Linked DNA regions of Mus musculus: region 1 is linked to region 2. A link is a contact called in public HiChIP or PLAC-seq data. All regions are on one chromosome and are shown on one strand. Each heading gives the region's core, a stretch centred on a gene start, on an enhancer-like site or on the middle of the called end of the contact. The rest is flanking DNA. Distances are from core to core; before and after follow the strand shown.

Region 1 (3,567 bases), core at 309-2,808, 280 kb after region 2:
TGGAACTTGTTATGTAGACTAAGCTAGCCTTGAATTCATAGAGCTCTCAGCATTTCTCTGCTACCTGAGTGCTGAGACGAAAGGCATATACCACCACACTGAGATATAATTTTTTTCTAATTAAAAAATAAAACCTAGTCCAAGATTTTGTGTTGTAGCTGCCCAAACAAACTAAAAACAAAAAACAAAAAAAAACAAAAAAACAAACAAACAAACAAACAAACAAACAAAAACAACAGGGATATATCCAAAGACTGAAAATGACTCTTGAAAAGATACTTGCATGTTTGTGTTTATTGCAGCAACAGTGACAATGGCCAAGAGGTAAAAGAAAACTAAATAGTCACCAGCAGATGAAGCAGTAAAGGCAATCAATACATAGACACCGGGAAGTTCTCAGCCACAAATAGAATGAAATGTAACCAAGCAGAGCGGCCCACACCTGCAATCCCAGCACTCAGGAAGCCGGGGCAGGAAGACCATGAGTTCAAAGCCAGGCTGGACTCCACAGTGAGTTCTAAACCAGATTAGGCGAAATTGCAAAATCATCTCTGGAAACAAAAGGAAAAAGAGGAAAATTCAGTTATACTCCATAAGACGGATGGGACTTCAGGACATTATGCCAAATGTCAGTCACAGAAGGATAAAACTGCAGGATGTCATTTATGCAAGGTTCCTAGAACAGTCAAATATAGAGAGACAGAAAATAGGATGTGGTCACCAGGGCCTGGGCAAGGAGGAACTGGGGAATTGTTCCACAGTGTGGAGAGTTTCAGTTTTACAAGGTGACACATTCTGGAAACCTAGACACGTGGTGTACCTCATTAACAGTGTCGTGTGCACTCAGCAATGTAAAGGCTATAAAGTCATTGCTTCATGCTTTCGTTTGTCTGATACTGGGATCGAATTCAGGTCCTCGTGTGTCCTAGCCAAGGGCTCTACCACTAAGCTACATCCTCAACTCTAAAGTTCTATGTTTTACCACAATTTAAAAAAATAAAATAAGATAGCCTTGGCCAGGCATGGTAGTGCACACAGAGGCAGAAGGAAGGATCTCTGTGAGTTCGAGGCCAGCCTGCTCAACACAGTGAGCTCCAGGACAGCCAGAGCTACACAGTGAAACCATGTCCCAAAAAGCCAAAATAATAATAGTCTTATTAAGGAGCATACAAATCCATCATGGGCCATTCCTCACTGTCCTGTTGTCCCATACTCTAAAAGACCCAATGAGCACACACACACATACACACACACATACATACACACTCACACATATACACACACACACATACACACACACACACACACATACACACACACACACATACACACACACATACACACATACATACACACTCACACATACACACACACATACACACACACACACACACACACACACACACACACACATACCACAGAGATATACAAAGCCATGAGCACACAGAGGCAGGGTCAGAGGTCACCTCCTAGTGGCTGAGTCACAGGCTGCATGCTGTCTCGCTTACCTTGCCCTCTCTTTCCTCCTTTGTCCCCCCCAGAGATAATCCTCTGGTTGAAGGTTCGCCTGGGCTGTTTTAAAGACACCACACAGTATGTGCACAGTTAAATCTACCGTGAGCATGCTGGAAGGTACCACCATTTCCCAGCCCTTCAGACCCAGTTCCCGAGAGCTGTTTCTCAGCCCCTCCCCACCGTGCCCTGGAGCCCCCCACCATAGGGTAATCTGGACCCCAAAAGTCAGACAGACTCACTATGGGTACCTGGTCCCCCTCTTATACTTGCTACAGCTGCCTATATCAACCCACAGGCTCAAGGATGTCCCCAGGTCTGTCCCTAGGGCTGCACAGACCCTTGAGGACAGTGATTTGACAGAACCTGTTCCTGGGCCCCTCCTGTTCCCACGCCCACCCCGCGCGCCCTGACCCCAGCTCTGTCCTCAGGGAAGGTTCTTCCTGACCTGGCTCTAGCCTGCATGTTGCCCCTGTCTAAGCAAGAAGTACAGGCAGGGTTTGCATCCCACTCTCCTTCCTTTTTATCTTTAAAAATCAGGGAACTCCTCTCTTAGCTCCACACATATGGAGGCAGTCTGAGAGCCCCACAAATATGACAGCAGCAGATCTGAATTCTCCAAGGTGCCCGGCTGCTTGTCCCTCCCGGCCTACAGACACAGCCCCGTCAGAGTGAAGGAGGAAGACAAAAAAAGCTGTCCTCGGGGCTGGCTTCTGCTAGTGTGACCTCACCGTCCCCCAGGGAAGCTGGGGCTTTCTCTGCTAGTTTCCTACTTCCAGAGCAGTTTGGAAAGAGCTTTTCTGGCGGCTGGCAAGGCATGTGCCTGCAAGATTATCAGGGCTGCATCGACTAGGGCTTTGCTATTTTCTTCTTTGTTCCTTGGGTTTTTTTTTTTTTCCACAGTGGGCACCTTTTTTTTTTTTTTTTTTTTAAGTGTCAGAGAAACAAATGAGAGTTTTTTAAGTAAGCGATTTAAAAGCCCGCTCCGTCGCCTTCAGCGCTTTTCCCGGCCTCTGCTCATTCTGGGCCCCAGTGTTAGCCATTATTCTCTCTGTAGCTCCCCCTCTGCTTCAAGTCCTCCGCCTTCAACCCTTCCCCCTGTTTGTGAAAAGAAAGAGCTAATAGCAGTGGTTCCTGGGAGCTAAACCAGGCTCCTTGGATGCGTCTAGATTTTTTTTTTTTCTTCTTACCTGGAATATTACTATCAGAATTTATTCTTTCAGACTGAGAAACCGATTCCTGTCCCTGCTGATAAGAGAAAGGGACATTATTTTCTGAGGATCGTCAGAAGGTGTACAGTCTGAGGCTACTCATGAAGAAATGTCAGTCAGACCCTAACTAAGGGACTTGATGCAAGATCATTGTCTGCACATGTCACCAATGTCAATCAATGACATGCAAGACCTGGAAGAATAGAGAGAGGACAACAGAATACAGTGGAGAAATGGGATCTTGTTTTGCCATAAAGGACATTATAAAAGACCGCTGGTGACATCTAATCACAATTAGATAATTGTGTCAAGTCATGTCAGTTTCCTGACCTAGGCAACAGCACTGTTGTAAGACATCTTCTCTTTATGAATTACACATCAAAGCTATGGGCTGGAGGTCAAGGACGTCATAGCTGTAATTTACTGTCACTTGATTTAGAAAAAAGTCTTTACATCTACAAATAAAAATACACACAAATAGAAATAAGACATGGAGCAGATGTGGCAGAAAGCGTGACTGTCTAGGAATGCTGGGCGAGCAGTGGAGACAACTTGTGTTCTGGTCCCGTGTTTTTCTGTGAGTCTCTTTGATTCTGAACCTTCTGGTAATGGGGATAACACAAAACTTGACTCCTAACTGTCCCCTGACTAACCTGCTTGCTTGATGAACCTTGAAAAGACCATGGGAGTGTCTTCAAAATAAGCGGTTTTATTTGGTTTGAGGTAGAGTCTTACTTATTATGTAGCCCAGGCTGGTCTCAAACTTGCCATTTTCCTGCTTCAGCTGGCCAAAATGGTGGGATTATGGAGTTCATCACCATGTACACACCACAGTAGGCTTCTT
Region 2 (3,183 bases), core at 12-2,511:
AAATATGGGGTGTGGGAGGGGGAGTAAATACAGCAGTGAACTCAAATATTAATCATTTTATCAAATATTGGGAGCTAAATGTTAGCAATAGTCAGATCCTGTATACATTAAAGTCAAATCTGACCTCCCAGTTATTAAGAAAATCAGTCAATTAAGAAAAAATTAATTATTTAAGGTATCATTACTTAGTCTTTTTTCCACCTCACTTATACTTTTTACCTGGTTTCTAATTCAGCCATCAGGATAAAAGGTGTCAGGGTTGCTGAAGGCAGGAGGCGTGCTGGCGGTGGAGGAGCAGCGGGGAGAGGCAGTGGGGAGCTTGGGCAGTGAGGCCAGGCTTCCGAGAGCTGCTCTGTGCTTTCTCCGTCTGCTTGCCCAAAGGGTTTGTCTTTGACTATATAAAAATAAGCATGAAGGGTCCAGGCAACAGTTAATTTTTTCATCTCTTCCATATTGCTGCTGTTTAAAGGCCATCTAGACATACTGAGCCTAGGTATAGCAATTCAAAAATCCATTTAGCTAAATCTAACATAGATTCTGCCTACTGGGTTTCTTACTATTTTCACAGGCAAAGTACAGAATTATGTACCAGTCCTGAGGAGCCATACTGTAGTCAGTCTCTAGACCACTGCAGTGGAAGTTTAGGAGAGAGTAACCTGCCTCCTGACTACTATTGGCATGCCCACCACCCCCAGCTTCGTCCCTGACTTGAGTCTAGGGATTGTGAGGGAGCTTGCTGCTGAGTCCTGTTGGCGCCCACAGCTGCCTCAGTACTGCTGCCACTGCCAGGGAAACCCTGTCCCCTCACCTTGACTTGGAATTAGCGCAGCTGATGCCCTTCCATAGCGCACTCTGCTCCCGTCCTTTTATGTGGAAAGCTCTGCTGTGCTCATCTGAGTTGGTTTTTAAACTAACCAATGCCGCCAAGCTCCTGAACCTGCCTGCCTGTGGAGGAGACCCTGGCCACTGATCCCCCGTGAGCGCAGTGCTGTTATCTAGCACCGCCCGCGTACTCTACTTGCTCTTCTGTCCATCCTCTGGTCTCCTTTTGTAGTCGGTTTCCACCCCGATGCCTGGCCCTCCCTGTCTTGGACCCATCCTGACATTTCCCTTTCACATCTGTCTTTAGATTTGGTTTTCTACCTCACTATGGCAGTTGATAGTTTGTTAATCTGGATGTTTCAAAATCTTCTTCCTCACTGTCTCCAGGGGCCATTTCCTCAAGCTCGGGTGTTTAGAAATAACGCTTCTCACCGGAAACCAGCACAGGCAGCCTTTCTGCTACCAGGTCCACTCTGCCCAGGTTAGAGCCAGCCACGCACAACTGCAGAATCGTGTTTTACTTTCTTTTCAGTTACAGGTCACGACCAATTCCTAAGTCAGTTTCAAGTTGCATTTGAGAGACTTAAATACTTTAGATATATTCAGGTATTGGTTGAATAAATGAATACAGCACTTCCAGTGTTGCCTTCTAAGAATTAGGCAAGCACTAAATGGTGGCTATTAAAAAAAACACATGAAGTTAGAAAGTAAACTTAATGGGAGGCTGAGGGAGGGATGGATTGATTCAAACATCATAGGGATGATTTATTTATTTTATTACATATATGAGTGTTATATCTGTGTGTACACCTACATGCCAGAAGAGGGCATCAGATCCCATTACAGATGGTTGTAAGCCACTATGTGGTTGCTGGGGATTGAACTCAGGACCTCTGGAAGAGCACACAGAGTGCTGCTCTTAACCACTGAGGCATCTCTTCAGCCCTGAATGATAAATTTTAAATAGAACATTTTAAAAAGAAAGACTTGGTTGTTGGTTAAAAAATACTTACATAGGGCTGGAGAGTTAGCTCAGTGGTTAAGAGCACTGACTGCTCTTCCAAAGATCCTGAGTTCAAGTCCCAGCAACTACATGGTGGCTCACAACCATCTGTATTGTGATTGACACCTTCTTCTGGTGTGTCTGCAGACAACTCATAAACAGTGTACTCATAAACAGAAAATAAATAAATAAATCTTTATAAAATACTTAGATAGTCTTTAAAAAATACTTAGATATCAGCATTATTATGGACTAGAGAGGAATTGAAGTGTTTCTAGTTTTTCCTTGGTAATATTATTTGAACTTTTCCCCCCATTTCTTACAAGGATCAGAAAATACTGCTAAAGCACTAAAAGGTTTAAATTTGATTAAAAAAATGTAATAAGCATACACAGGTAATAAGAATATGAGTATAGTAATATTGAAGTTTTGTTAGTTTTCTATCTACTGTTAATTTTCTGACTGCCACTGTATTAAAATGTGCTGCTGTTCATTTACTATACAAAAACTGTGGATTTGGTTAGCAAGATCTGAGGAGATTGGGAAGATGTGGACTAGATAGCCAGGATTGGAGTGGATGTAGCACTCTTAACAATCAATGATTGAATGACAAATTACCTTAGAAACAAATGCTAGGTTCCCACTATATCTCAGTCCCCTACATGCTTGCAGGCATCTTTTTCTCTTGTCTTTCTGTGACTGAGTCTCACTAATGTCACCCAGGCTGGGCTTGAACTGGTGATCTTCCCGCCTTAGCCATCACACTGCTTCATTGGATATAGGCGAACACTAGCTTCTTGAATGTGATGAAGTAGCAGTTTACTGCAGAGCATTTATTTCCATCACCCCCAAAAGAAAATTACCACTTAGTAGTCAGTCCCTTTCCAGTTCTCTGGGCCCTGGAAACCACTGGTCTACTTACAGATTTGCCTTGGGGACATTTTATATAAATAGAATCATGTTGTGTGCTGCCCTTTCTCTTTGGCTTTTTTTTTTTTTTTTTTTTTTTTTTTTTTTTTTTTTTCCTGAATGTGATGTCTTCTGAGGTTCATTTATGTTGTAGCATGTCAGTTCCTCCTTTTTGCTTTATTGTGTGGCTGTAGTTCATTTAAAAATCTCTTCACTTAATGGACTTTGAGGTAGTTTCCAGTTTGTATCTGTGTTAATAATGGTTCTGTGAACATTTGTGTATGGTTGTTAATACGGGGATATTTTTATTTTCTCTGTATACAAAGAACTGTATCTGGTGACTCCATGTTTAGCTCTTTGAAAATTGCTCAAGTGGTTGAGTTTGCAATTTTGTTGCTGCAATGTGAGGTTACAGCTTGTCCACACTAACATTTGTTAGTGGATAACGT

What was found. HiChIP or PLAC-seq counts read pairs in DNA pulled down with a chosen protein or histone mark.
Region 1: a contact with region 2 is called in an H3K27ac HiChIP or PLAC-seq map of acute myeloid leukemia, with 6 times the contacts expected there. The contact joins two enhancer-like sites. A contact is called at or near these places in 1 of 15 datasets of contacts at CTCF or cohesin (the NIH/3T3 cell line), 20 of 484 Hi-C or Micro-C datasets (the HPC-5 cell line, Th1 cells, bone marrow-derived dendritic cells and 5 more), 10 of 115 datasets of contacts at active chromatin or transcription factors (CD8 T cells, acute myeloid leukemia, bone marrow-derived macrophages and 4 more) and 4 of 9 other capture datasets (adipose tissue, embryonic stem cells, liver and 1 more).

The regions. Positions count from the first base shown.
Region 1 is chr2:144,213,218-144,216,784 of GRCm38.p6, forward strand. No RefSeq gene overlaps it. Among named protein-coding and RNA genes, the nearest start is that of Banf2os, 7.1 kb to the left of the region's middle. Within about 2 kb of position 1,559, at least 146 of the 459 cell types and tissues checked have an H3K27ac peak or open chromatin away from gene starts, as enhancers often do. A contact at or near this core is called in acute myeloid leukemia, where this site is marked.
Region 2 is chr2:143,933,405-143,936,587 of GRCm38.p6, forward strand. All of the region lies in intron 1 of Dstn (destrin), which reads left to right. Among named protein-coding and RNA genes, the nearest start is that of Gm33804, 5.0 kb to the right of the region's middle. Within about 2 kb of position 1,262, at least 29 of the 459 cell types and tissues checked have an H3K27ac peak or open chromatin away from gene starts, as enhancers often do. A contact at or near this core is called in acute myeloid leukemia, where this site is marked.